Linked DNA regions of Zea mays: region 2 is linked to region 1. A link is a contact called in public Hi-C data. All regions are on one chromosome and are shown on one strand. Each heading gives the region's core, a stretch centred on a gene start, on an enhancer-like site or on the middle of the called end of the contact. The rest is flanking DNA. Distances are from core to core; before and after follow the strand shown.

Region 1 (6,734 bases), core at 295-2,794:
TGAGATAGTTGATGCAGCCCTCCACCTCAGATTTGACTTGCAAATAGAGGCGCTGCGCCGCCTCCTTGTCTCGTAGTTCTTTCTCTCTGCCTATTGCAAGCAAGCAAAGCGAATGATTTGTTTTCAACCCAACACCAGGTTCGAGAAACGGTCAAACGCATGCGCATGCGTCGGTATCCAACATAAAAGCTGACACCGAGAGAACGCCTGAAGAGCACAGACTGCTGAGATATGATGTAACGAAATGTTTCTGAACCCGTACCTCTTGTTTCGATAGGCTTCCCAAAGACGAAGTAAAACCGCCCTGGTACCTTGGGAGCGAGCAGTAGGGGGTGCATTCTTTGGTCTTTTACCTCTCCCATGGAATCAGTCCTACGAAACCACAGCTGAATGCGGGGGGGAGGAGGAAAAAAAAACTAAAAAAGACATCTGATTTAGGCAGCAGCGTACCTTAGCCTCAGCCCATCGCGGTTCAAGGCCTCGTCGAGCATGCCATAGAAGGGAACCTTCTGAAGGTCGTTGTAGTCTAACAACAACTGATCGAGATGGTAAACTGAGTAACACTGACCATGATGACGCATCCAAGCGGAACGCCATGCTCTTCAACTGATTGAGATAGCGGAAGCCGGAAGGAAGAAGGCACTACTTACATGGCATATGTCATCCTCTCCCACCACTCCGAATGGTACGATCGTCGCCCCGAACCTGGACGCCATCCTGACGAACTCAGGCTGCTCCGGCCAGAACAACTTGTACTCCTCTCCCTGAAAACAACAGCTGTATTTAAATTATACAGATAACAACATACACAGCAAAAGAAACAAAACCATCGTATACTGCCAAACCACCACCACCACCGCCACCTTCCTGTGAAGCGCTTCCCGCGCACCCCCCGGATACAGCAGCACGAACTCCTTGTCCGCGAGGAGCCTGTAGAAGTTGGCGCCCGTCACCGGCACCGCCCCCATGACGCGGTGCAGGTCGAAGTGCGCCGAGTCGGGCATGAGCCGCTCGGTGCCCCCGTCGAACATGAAGGGGTGCGCCAGGCCCCGGACGTGGACCCCGGTGCCGCTCAGGATGCCCGTCACCATCGGCCCCAGCTCCAACCCCAGGAGCATGTGGTACCCCACCAGCACGGCGGGCCCCTCCCTCGGCAGCCCCGCCAGGCCCCTCACTACCCTCCCGTCGCCCAGCGTCGACAGCATCACCGGTCGGTGACAAGCTTTAGGACCCTGAAAGTTCAGTACTTCAGTAGCGCCTCTGAGAGACTGTTCGGTTCGGAGGCGGGCGGCGGTTGCAGTTTCGTAGAGAGGTTCCTGTACTGTACCGCTTCTAGCTTAGCTTGCCATGGGGCATGGGCGTACGCGTACCTGTCGTGGTCGATAGCTTGCTGCAGCTCGTCTGGGGTAGGAGGTATGTAGTCTGCAACGAAGTCTGTCCTCCTGGTGCGGCGGTAGTACCCGGCTCCCTTGATGGTCGTGGCGAGGTCGAAGCCGGCCTCCTTTTAGGAGTTGTGAGATCGGTGACCAAAGCATCAGACAGACAGACAGACAGACAGACAGAGAGAGAACAGACAGACAGACAGACAGACAGAGAGAGAGAGAGAGAGAGAGAGAGAGAGAGAGAGAGAGAGAGAGAGAGAGAGAGAGAGAGAGAGAGAGAGGGAGAGGGAGAGAGAGAGAGAGGGAGGGAGAGGGAGAGGGAGAGAGGGAGAGAGGGAGAGAGAGAGAGAGAGAGAGAGAGAGAGAGAGAGAGAGAGAGCGCTTTAGCTAACACACCAGTAAGATCTTGTGGCCATTGTCTCTGAAAACACGTGTTCTGCATTTCTCTAGAGCGCCACGGAGTCTCTCGGCCTCTTGGGTGCTTGGCAGCAGCTCATCGTTTCCACTGCCAAAACGGGATACCCAATTCAGACCCAGTCAGTCATAAGCAGGGATTTTTCTTCTTCTTCTTCTTCTTCTTCTTCTTCTTCTTTTCTTTCAAAGTTGATATTTTTTTTCCATGTATGGTTGGCTCTCCATGTTTCAGTTTCAGACTGTTCTTATGAACCCTTTATTACGAGTACGTGAGGCCGGCAGATATGATATGATGTATATGGAAGAATGCTTCTTCCCTCTTTCTCTGCGTGGCTTTCTGCAAGCCTCTTACTTACTTACTTACCTGGCTAGTACCAACGTCTGGGCTTTGACTGCGTGTAAACGGGAGTTGACAAACGATGACGACGCCTTCAACATTTCCAGCTTGCAAACGATGGACTCCTTTGTCAGAACGTCAACCAAAATCTGTAAGAAACAAAAAGAGTCCCGATAAAAGAATTAAGACCATCACGTAGAAAGACTGAAACGCTGCCGTATGCCCAGCAAAATAGCAAGCTCATGCAGATTCGAACTGGGGAAAGGGTAGCACCACTGCACCAGAATATTCACAAAAATGGTCTCCCGGCCGGAACAAACCATAGTAGAAATATCTTCACATGCATGCATGTCCTGACACCTTTTTAGCTCACCGTAAGGGAATCCAACATACTGGATGTGGTCTCTGATAATCTCGGACCAGCTTCTTGTAGAGAGAGGCCACGTCCAACAAAAGCTTCTGGCATCTTCATCAAGTTCCCTAATAAAGTTGTTAAACTATGGTAAGAACTAACTCGGAAGATGCATATCAAAGGATTACACTTTTGATGCTATTTTCAACACTATCCCTAGACATTGTGCTACGTAAAGTAAACAATTGTATATGTTTTTTTTGAAAGGAAGCGAAGAATTATAAGAAGCATATCTGACAGCAAAGGGACGAATGCGTCTTATACACTGAAGAAACAGACAATGCCTGAGTCTCATCCATCTTTTTTTTTGGGCAAAAGTACTTGCCTCCCAAGTAAATCAAAGAAGAATTCCTCAAAAAATAGTTTTTGGTGTACAAACCCTAAGAAAGTAATGTAGAGAAGTAAAAAAAAAGGAAAAGAAAACCTGTCAGAAAATTTAGCAGCTGTGGAGTGGTCAAATGGAAGGGTTCAGGGACCAGATCCAAGAAGGCCGAGAGAGTTTGCAACTGCGACCTGTGGAACGACGTTCCTGCAAGACGAGGCCGGCCCAAGACTCCAGCAGGAGTCAGAAACGAGGAGTCATATCATTCACTCGAAAGTCCAGAGAAACACAATGCTGACCTGGGTTTACTAGGATCAGTACCAGGTCTATGCCTGGGTTTCGCGCAGCCACGGCTAGAGCGACGCACGCTCCTACTGACTCTCCAACAAGGTAGATTGGTCTGTCAGGCGCTCTTGAGCTCTCCGACTTTACTGCCCTCTCCACATACTCGACCAGCCCTGTGCTCCATCAGCGGTTCCAGAGTGGATCTGTCAGTGTGTGGAACTAAACTTGCAGGTACACGTGTGTGTCTCCTCCAATTGTCAGAGGAAAAAAAAGAAGGAATGTACCTGCGAAGGGCGTACCTGCGAAGGGCGTTCGGTCTTCGACTGGTATGTGCAAGCACCACAGATCGAACATCCTGTCCTTTCAGAAAGAAGAGTCATCAACCACATCCAAGCAAGGGGAAAACAAGGCCATGTAAAGTTTTTTCTTTACTTTGCCAATCTCTCGTGGTGCCGCACAAGTCCTAACCCAATCCCGTCGATTCCTGCAAGGACCCAAGAATGTGAATGAGATGAGATTCCTCGGAACATCAACCGAAGTTCCCAGTCTTAGCACCAAAAATGTCCTGGCAGACAGACGGTCCATTGATTAGATAGTCATGGTCGAAAATATGCAATTCAAAACGGCATTTATATATTAGAGCTGTATTCAGTGATCACTCTATTAATTTCAAAATCTGGTGGATTGTATCAGATTTAGTTCTTACTTCGGAAACAAATTGACTTGTGAAATCTATTGTTTCCGAAGGTTACTGGCAGTGCATATGCTTTTGGTTTGTCAATCTTTACCAAAATATTGGGGATATGTTGAGCATAAAAAATGTCCCGTCGGAAGATCCGGACTGTCCGCCGTAGCGGCACGGACCGTCCACGCGAATCAGTTAGGGTTTCGATTTTCTTGCGGGATTTGTTAGCTAAACCTGCGGGATTAACTCGAGGACCGACTTGTAACGGATCTAGACCTTCCCTTTATATAGTCGAAGGGCTACGGCCGATTGAACCCCACAATCGATATAATTAACTCTATTTATCGTTTTTATCTTATGCATTAGGAGTAGCTCTAGTTTAGCCCCTAGTTTAACCTTCCTTTACCACGAATCTCCATCTCTCTTCGTCTCTATGTCGACTAGAGATGTCTTGGGTGGTTTGCCGATGTGAAGACACATCCTAGGATGTCTCCTCCCTGACGGGATCCCTCACAAAAGGCGAGATTTAGGTCTGCTGCGAAGAAGATGACTTTCCACACCATCACGAATCGTCCAGACGTACACAGAGAAGGAGCAGCCGCTGCTGCGCCCAGGTCGTGGACCGTCCGACCCTATGTCACGGCTCATCCGTGCCTCCGTAGAAAGCACTCTCAAATGATTCGTTCCTGTGTTTATCGCATAGATCGGTGCCAACACCAGGTCATTCATCAGTGCCTCTACATCCGTCTGTTGCGCTGTCCATCAAACGGGCAAACACAGCAAAGATGCGTGCACCTGTCCTATTGTTTGTCCATCTGAGAGGAGATGTGCTGTCCTTGCTGCTGCTGCTACACTAGACAGCTTCCATCAGCCACAGAACTGCCACGCGGTAAACTGTTCCAAAATAGCCGTTTTCCTATGCATGCTATTGCTATTGCTATTGCTATGCTAGTGGTGGTGAGAAAGCAACCTTTTTTTTCTCCTAAAAAAATGGTAACCGAAGAAAGCGAGAGAGCAACACATGGGGCACCATATATATATAGACTCCTACGGTTTTGTCAAACCCCCCTCGCTTTGTTTACGTTATCGGCGGCCTGATCTGCAGACGAGCAAGTCGCTTTTATCTTTTTCATCAGTGCTGCGCTGTGCTCTGTTCACAATTGCGCGCAGACACTATTACTATTTATTATTCAGGCTAAACTTGCTATCAGCTGTGCTCTGTCAGAGTTCAGTTGCAAGAAGAAAATTCAAACAGCTAACGCACCGCACATGGGAATGACGACGGAGCGAGACACTTTCTGTCATGTTACCGAGGAAACGGAAACGGTACCGGGCAGGTAGAGCAGCGTGGGCGCGCCGGGGACGCGGCCGCCCCCGCACTCGAGCGGCGAGAACCACCGCGGCGGGCCGCCGTCCTTGTGCCGCGCCATCTCCCGCGCCGCCTCCACGTACTCCTTGACCCCTCGTCTCCTCGCCGCGGCGCCCGAGCTCGAGCTCGGCGGCGGAGGCGTTCCATGCGCGGCGCGGCGACACCGCGTCGTCGTCAGCGGCGGCGACGGCGCCTGCGGACGCGGCGCGGCGCCGAAGAGGAGCGGCCGCCGAGCCCCAGCTGGCGCAGCGACCGGCGCGCCGGTGGTGGCCGGCATGGGCGGCCGGTAGAGAGGCTGGCTGGAAGCTTATTAGCTAGCTAGTAGCAGGCGATCGGCCGCGCGAGCGAGCTCTCGAGCGGCGCAGCAGCTGGCCGGCACAGCGGTGCGCGCGCGCGCGTTGCGTATCGCGGCGTGATTGGGGGAGGGGGCGTAGCGTAGAGAAAGGGAAGCGAGCTAGAGTGTTATGTGCAAAGCGCGCCAAGCGAAAGGTAGACCCGGCCCCCGGGTGTCAGAGAGACACGACCGGTTGATGGATCGTTGAACGGAGGTGATGCACAGATGGTTTGGCATTTGGCAGTATAGACCAGCTGGAGTCAACGACCTCGCAATTAATTAACGTTTATTTTCCCTCAAATCCATCAGCCTTACGTGCTAGCTTGCCTGTTAGGCTTGCTACATAAGTACACGAGTAGCAGTCGAGCAGAGATCCGGGACAACACAACATCGACGCGCACGGAGGCCACACGCCACAGTCTACTGAGAAAGGTAGGTGAGCACTCCAGTTTTGGAGAAGAAAATAATGCTCGCGTTTGTTTGGTCGCGCGCCGGACGACCTACCACCGTCGGATACAGTTGTCGTACGTGCTTCAGTCATCCTCGCTAGTTGTCCAAACGGACCGGTCCGGGACTCTCGGCTGACCCGGCCTACGCCCGGCATGAATTAAGGTCGTGCTGTTCTAGCCCACGGGCCACAAGTGAGGCTCAGATTTAGCCCGATAAGCTAAGTAAGTGTGTCATGCTGGTCTATAGTCTGACGGACCTAACGGATATATGATAATTCATATTATTTAAACGTTAAAAATAATTAAAATTGTGTATGCATGAGGATTTAAACTATAATTATTAGCTCTAAATATATATTTGCACCCACTAAAATTTGTGCTTTAACACGATGACTGTGTCGGGTCTGCACTAGCCCGATAGCCAATAGATTGGATCGTGCTCGTGTCGGGCTAAGATCGTGCCATGCCACGGGCCACTGAGAGCATCTAGAAGGGGTGAATAGATAATCTTGTAAAAAATCAAGTCTAAACAGCAAAAACTTGGTTTATAGTATGTTAGTAGGATTAAAACCAAGGTGATATGAATAGAGGTAGAGAGAAGAGATCCCCTCACTTGATTGTTCCTTTAAGATATGTATTGAACTTAGGAACAATAGCGCAAGTGAATATGTGAGAACTCTATGGAAGAAAACTAGGGCTAGGCAAAAAACCCGTAACCCGAAACCCGAACCCGGAATACCCGAAC
Region 2 (6,914 bases), core at 4,355-6,854, 260 kb after region 1:
TGCACTTGTCGTTTTTCATACATGGGCATCTTCTGTTGTCAGCACCACAGGGACCATGCATCTTGAATTCGTCGACCAAAGCAAACCCTAAAGGGTCAGCGGCGATATCAGGAATCTCAGCACAAATGAATCTCTCAACAATAGAAGCACTAAACTCTTTGTTCCCATCGGCTAGCCACACAAGGCAGTGTATATGCGGCAAACCATGCTTTTGGAATTCAATAGTGTATAGGACTGCAAGTATCGAACCAAATGTCTTTCCCTCTCTAATATCCGCTACGAATTCGTTTACTTTCATATGGAACACACGCACCACCAAGTCAGAACGGTCGCATGGTTGTTGGCCAGGTTCAAAGCGTAAGGCATCTGCTATTTCCCTCCACTTGGTATTACAAGTAAAAGTCACAAAAAGATCAGGTGGTCCGTATACCCTACATATAGCCATCGCGTCCTGGTAATTCATGACATGGTACCTTCTACCACCAGTGAAGCTGGCAGGTACAACTACCCTACCGCCAATCGAATCAGCACTAACGAAGCCCTTATCAATGGCGTCAGCTATGCCCTGAACTGTTTCTGACCGTAGATCGCTTTGGTGGCTTGCTATGAACTGTAGCATGTTTCCCTCGATAGTTGAATACACATCGACATCTATTTGATCACTTAATCTACCGTAACACGTATATGGGTTTGGCTCGTCCAATCTGTAGTGCATGTGTCTCCTTACAAACTCAAGCATCGTGACGTATTTTCGTTTTGATGAACCAACATCGTCATCACCAAAGTACCTAATACCAAGATGGAAGCCATGTTTCACCGTAAGGAAACAACAATGGGTATTGCAAAGGCATGTATGCTGGATGCAAGCATGAAACACGTTTGAGGCCGCACTCTCTATCATGCACAAGAACATCATATGTGTATTCCCCGATCGTGTAGTCGCCAACAATAATGGCAGCAATCTCACCATTTGAGGGTAGGTTGTATTGTACATCATGGCGTGTGTTACAGCCTAACAATCTGAGTGTTATCTTTTGATCACCCTCGTGCTCAAGGCGTTCTCTCGCGCATCGGAACGCTTTGACAAGCGAGTTGTTTTCATTCAACATATCGAGCAGTGACGACACCATTTCAGGGTCTGGCTGGCCAGCAGCACCATCATCGGTCTCAAAAATGCCTAGCCTATTCTGGGTCTCATGCTCCGTGTCATATGTGTACAGTTGGGCAAATTTTGGTTGTGTCCCACGCTGTGGAAGTAGGGTGCCAATCCTATGGTGCACCACCCCATTAATTTTGAAAACATAAGGTGTAGTGTCGTTATTTATCGTTTTGTCGATAGCTGCACCGAAAGAGGTGAATGCAAACAATGAATTGTACGGCCGGATAAGCCTCAAGAAACGCCTCGAGCGAGTACCTCCATCAAATTTCAAAAGATCAGCAAGCAAAGGCGGCGGACGTTCAAATGGTTTTAGGTTCACCTTCCCTCCTTTGCAGCAAAGGTTGTACACAATTTTCCTCTAGGTGGAGAAGGAATCGTTTTTGACACGCTCTTGGAACCAGAAAACAACATGGCAATATGGGCATATGTGTTCAGGTCCACCGTAGTATGACCTCTCAGGGTAGGCATCTACATAGGAAGAAGAGAAAGGGTAGCATATCAACAAAGTAGGAAGAATGTTACCAGAAATGTTGGGCATAATACATACCTTTTAGAGCATCTACGTATGACTTGTCCAAAGGAAGCGTGGTTGACAATGGCTGGTCAGTTACCATGTGACGTACTCTATTGCGTCGGTGTAGCCTATTGGATGTGGCAAGCGCTGAAGGGAACGACATTATAGATCTACTACCTGTGATGACATAAGTATCACTAACACCATATTTTTTTGCTGCAGTAATGGCTGCCCAAACACGGTTGTACGCACGTGTTCCTTGTAGCGTAGGTATCGGCTGGTTAGAAGGTCCCGGAAGGTTAGACGGGGCTATTTCGTCTTCACCATCCATAATGCGATGGCCATCAGCTGTCTCAAAGACCGGGCAATCTAAAGAGGTTGCATATTTTTTGGCCCGCAAGAGAAGCATAAAAAATTAGGATGGGTATCGGCCGTTGCGCGCATAAACAAAGAAGCGATACTATGAGCACTAACCCTGCGCAACTGCACCGTGCCTCAGGCGCTTCGGGTCATGGCGAGAATCAGGCATAGCACTATATATCGCATAGCATGGAAGAACATCACGTAACATTGGTGAAAAATTGGTTTGTAACAAACAACACATAAAAAACAGGGCAGGCGCTTAGGCACACAAACTAACCGACGATTGGAAATGCAAAATGGCGAGGGGTCTTCTCCAAGTTGTGATAAAATTCCCCCAAGCAGCAAGCACGCAAGCACCCAAATCACTGGGAAAAAAACCATAAGAATTAGCGAACCAGCAACGACATATCTCTGCACATAAGTAGAGAGAAACATTTACGCATCTCCTAGAAGACAACTTTGTAAAAACAAGAAAATTAACATGACGTCACTATTCAAATAATACCAGACTATTCAGATTGATACCTATCAGACAGATTTTTGGTCGAACTATTCTCCTTAATCCAAACTTCAGCAATACCACACAACACAAAAGTGCTCTTGAACAATAGTAGAAATGGCTAGGTGCTTTTGACGCAACCGTCAAACAACTCCAAGCTTGGCTAGGTGATTTTGATGCAATCTGTTGGGTAACTTTTTCCTATTGGTTCGCCATAAGAAAATATAGTGTAGCTAAAAGGAGAACGACATAAAAAACAAGAGCACATTAAAAAACAACAAGAGATTAATTCAGTCTTCAGGTTGGTAAACAAATGAACACAATTCAGACTTCCTAGTAGTGTTAAGACTCAAGAGACCTCATGGTCACCTTTTCTCTATTCAATGGATTATTGCATTCAGTGTCGTTTATATTTTTTAGGGAGACACAATAACATGTATGATTTGCATATTGCAGTACAAACGCAAGTACCTATTGTTCCTCCTAGGTTGGTCTAGTTTTTTTAGATTAGAAGAACAGAGTTGAAACAGCTACAAGTACCTTAGGCTGAGGGCATCATGGTCAGCTGGCTGTTAACAATAGAGTATACCAGATTTGCATTAAGATAAATAGAAAGCATGGAGTACAATAATGAAAGCTACAGGCAGTTCTTGGACTTTAGCAGGACCTACCTATAGATGTTCAGATACTTACAGTTTCTGAACATACATATATGTTGACCTATTTGAGACTCCAGTCCCGAGATCCGAATGTAACCCATTGGTAATGCGTTCCATTTGGGACAGCCCCAGCAGCGAAACATCGAATCTGAATCTAGATTCTAGCATAAAGCACTGGTGTGAACCTGGACAGAAAGTTCCGGGGCCAACCTGATGCAAGGCGCTGCTTCCCTTGTTGGGATGAGCCTGCTTTCAAGGTTTGCTGCTTTGATTTTTTTTCTCAAATCCTTTTGTTCTTTTAGGCACAAAGATATGAGTGCTTTTATTTGCATTACATGAAGAGGTAGAACCTTTTGTGTGGCTTACGGAGAGGGCATCATTCAAGCTTCACACTTTGTTTTCTGTCTACTCCCTTTGATTTTTTGGTGGTCTTATGTTTGCTTCTGCTTCTACTGCATTAGAGTCTTGCGTGCTAATTGTGAACAAGTTCAATTAATGGCTTCAGTCCCTTTGATCTCGTGTGAGATTTGTTATCTCGTGTGTTAATGATTATCTAATTGTGATCTCGTGTGTTAATGATAAAACAAAACAAGGGTTTTATTCTCTACATGGACATATCTGTTCTCATGCACATTGAGATTCTTTGTAGTTGTCTGTTCTTGGATCATGCAATGATTATCTAACCTCAGTCCCTTTGATCTCGTGTGAGATTTGTTTATGCAACCATATAAATTATGATTACATTTATATCACTTACATTTGATTTCTACTTCACAGAGCATAGCATTTATGCACATAATATCACTGGCATGGAAGCATATCAATTTCTGAGATATGTGCCAGCCTTTTGATTTCTCGATTGTCTATCACACTCTGAAGTCATAATTCATGCATGTTAGAAGACTGTACCTATAATCTAGTAGTCTAGAACCTCTCTCACATACTCCTCTGTCCATATATAAAAGTATTTTTCCACCTTATGGTTGGTGTTTTCTATCTCTTTAGTTCTTGTCATCAGGAAGGCATACACCAAATGGTTGAGGCCAATGTGTCTAATTTTTTTAAAAATGGTCAGAAATGGGCGACTCTTATGTGTCTAATTCTCAAGGCATACCACTAAACTGTGAAGCCAATCTAAATTATTATTCTGAAGTCATAGCTCCTCAAGACGTGACAGTCTATGGTGCCCTTTGTGCACTTGCTTCTTTTGACCGTTCAGACCTGAAGGTTTGCCTATCAGTACTTATTTTTCTTGTGGAATGTGTTCCATTTTATGCCACTGTTCTCGAAATGTGATTGCTTGCGCATTTTTCATAGAGCAAAGTCATTGACAATATGAACTTTCGTAACTTTCTGGAGCTGGTGCCTGAAGTAAGGGAGCTGGTTAATGATTTTTATGCAAGGTATAATGCTATCAGAATAGCCTTGTGTATCATTGACAATCGCTATCTTATCAGGGTTGTTGATTATTGCACTTATCTCGTGGTAAACAGTGCAGCCGTGTATGTTCTGTTAAATTAATGGATTGTAGCACATTTTAGATATGTTTCTATTTCATTCCTGTATAGCATAATAAATTTCGTTTCGGTTCTTCTCTTTAATTGCAGAGATCAGTATTAACTTTTGGGTATTCAGAAATATCTTAGTTGGATTACAAATTATACTGCAAAGTACAACTATCTAATCTCACCAAAGTCCAAAGTACCACTAAACTGCTAAGTGCGCCACTAATCTAACCTCTGCAGTACACCAGAGATAAACCAAACCACGTGTGTTCCAGGAAGCAAAGAAGAACGCACACTAAGCAGAGGACTAAGATGCGGAAGCAAGCGTAGTTAGCCAAACAAACCTACGACCACGACCGCCTCCACCCGAGCTAGGTCACGAACGGCATCAGTGCAACAGGCAATCCCAGCGGCGTCGGCAAGAAATCAGATCTGGAAGACAAGGAAGACGGAGGAAGGAGATCCGAAAAATGCGAGGCAGAGACGGGGAAGACGAGGAAGGAGGTAAGAATAACAAAAATGGATGCTAGGTACCAACCTTATGGCCGTCCGGAGGAGGACTGTGAGGATGCCCATGCCGCGGCACTGCTGCGACGTGCCCTCACTGTGGAGCACTGCTTCGGCGGGCTCAGCGAGGAGACGCATCGGAAGCCGCCGCGCGACGGCCCAAATCCTCTCCCGAAGCCGCTGCACGTGGGTCCGCGCGTGACCTGGGACCGGCACAGCAGCGGCAGCAGCTCCCGAAGCCGCTACACGTGGGTCCGCGCGTGACCTGGGACCGGGGCACGGGGACGATTCGTGGACGACGCAGCAGACCTCGCTGAACACGAACGGGCGTGGCGACCGCCCATGCCGAAAACGTACGTGGCGAGCGCCCATGCCGAAAACGTACGTAACCCGCCAAACGCGGGCGTGCGAGCAAACGGCTTCAGGTTTTAAGACTTTAGATTCAGCCTTGTTACAGGCCCACAAAAAATTAGGGAGTTTTCTTCTCCCGTCCACCTTGCGTGCTCGCGCGCGAGCTCTCGTGGCGCAGCCACAACTAGGCGACCGCCGCCGCCCCTACGCCACGTGCTCGAGTCTAGCCTCGTCGATTGCTTCCCCAGGTATTCCTCGCCCCCCTCGCCGTCGAGCGCCCCCCCCTTCCACGCCAAATCGAGCACTCGAACCTAACTTAATCTGTTTGGCTAGGGTATCTGTATTCGGATCTGATCTAATTACGAGCTTTTATATGTATTAGTTATACCTAATGAAATTCGTTTTCTTGGCAAAAGTTGGGTGTAGACATATGCTTTACTGGGTACGACCCTGAGGCAGGGGATTAAGGCCCGTTCCATTAGTCCTAGAACTAAAGTTTAATCCAGAGATTAAACTTTAGTCCCTACCCTGATTGGTTAGAGGGACTAAACATATTCTCAACACATTAAATGCAGTATACAAAAACTGAAATACCCTTACCTTGTTTGTTGTGTGCGGCGTCGATGGAAAAAGTGAGGGCAACAAGTGGAAAAAATGCCCTTCAGTCCCTTTTAGCACCTCTTTGAGGGACTAGAGACTAAAGCCAATTAGTCTCTACTTTAGTCCTTATGTTTGGCAAAAAAGAGACTAAATGAGACTAAAAACTAGAGACTAATCTTTAGTTCCTCTAACCAAACGGGGCTTAAAGCTGACTCCAGCGGACCCTGCAAATGGCCGTGCAAAATACTCTTTTGTACTGAGTGGAGTTTGAAATAGGGAGTGCGATAGGAGGTTTTAAATAGGTAATCTGCTGGAGCCACCTTAGTTTTTTCTAGAAAAATACTAACAACCACATTTGTTATGTTGTGTGATGAGTGATGACATATCTCAACTATTGTTATTGACACTGCTGATGCGATTTTACTTATATTACTTCTCATGAGGATGCAATGGTTTAATTAACCGCGCCATCAAAGGAATGAAATCACATGCTATCACATTCTCAATAGCTTTGTCATGTTTCAAGATTTCAAATGCTGGGTGCCAAGCTGATGCCGACGTTATTGTGGATTTCAGAATGAAGATGTTCTTATTTTTGTTTGTTCTTGTATTTTGCAGTTTAATTGATCTACAAGCTTCAGAACATGTTCAAGAATACATTTCAGTCTGGGTTCCTGTCCATTCTTTATAGCCTCGGGTACATAGTGTGATAATCCCATATTAGTCTCCTTTTGCTATCATGTGACCTTGATCAAGA

The links. Hi-C and Micro-C count contacts between places; a contact is called where the count stands out from the background.
Region 2: a Hi-C map of seedling shows a contact between it and region 1, with 4 times the contacts expected there. The contact joins the promoter of LOC100282466 here to the promoter of LOC100277398 in region 1. A contact is called at or near these places in 8 of 25 Hi-C or Micro-C datasets (bundle sheath, ear, endosperm and 4 more) and 1 of 3 datasets of contacts at active chromatin or transcription factors (leaf).

What each region holds. Positions count from the first base shown.
Region 1 is chr7:143,408,440-143,415,173 of Zm-B73-REFERENCE-NAM-5.0, forward strand. LOC100277398 reads right to left here and starts at 1,545. Exons shown (of 6, transcript NM_001350258.1): 1 at 1,371-1,545; 2 at 864-1,232; 3 at 651-764; 4 at 451-536; 5 at 263-372; 6 at 1-90. The coding sequence starts at 1,535. It also overlaps the pseudogene LOC110091766.
Region 2 is chr7:143,669,284-143,676,197 of Zm-B73-REFERENCE-NAM-5.0, forward strand. It overlaps LOC100282466, which reads left to right and starts at 5,605. Exons shown (of 6, transcript NM_001155376.1): 1 at 5,605-5,805; 2 at 6,776-6,854. The coding sequence starts at 6,802. LOC109940757 reads right to left here and starts at 5,603. Exons shown (of 10, transcript XM_020540925.1): 1 at 5,238-5,603; 2 at 2,314-2,401. The coding sequence starts at 5,578.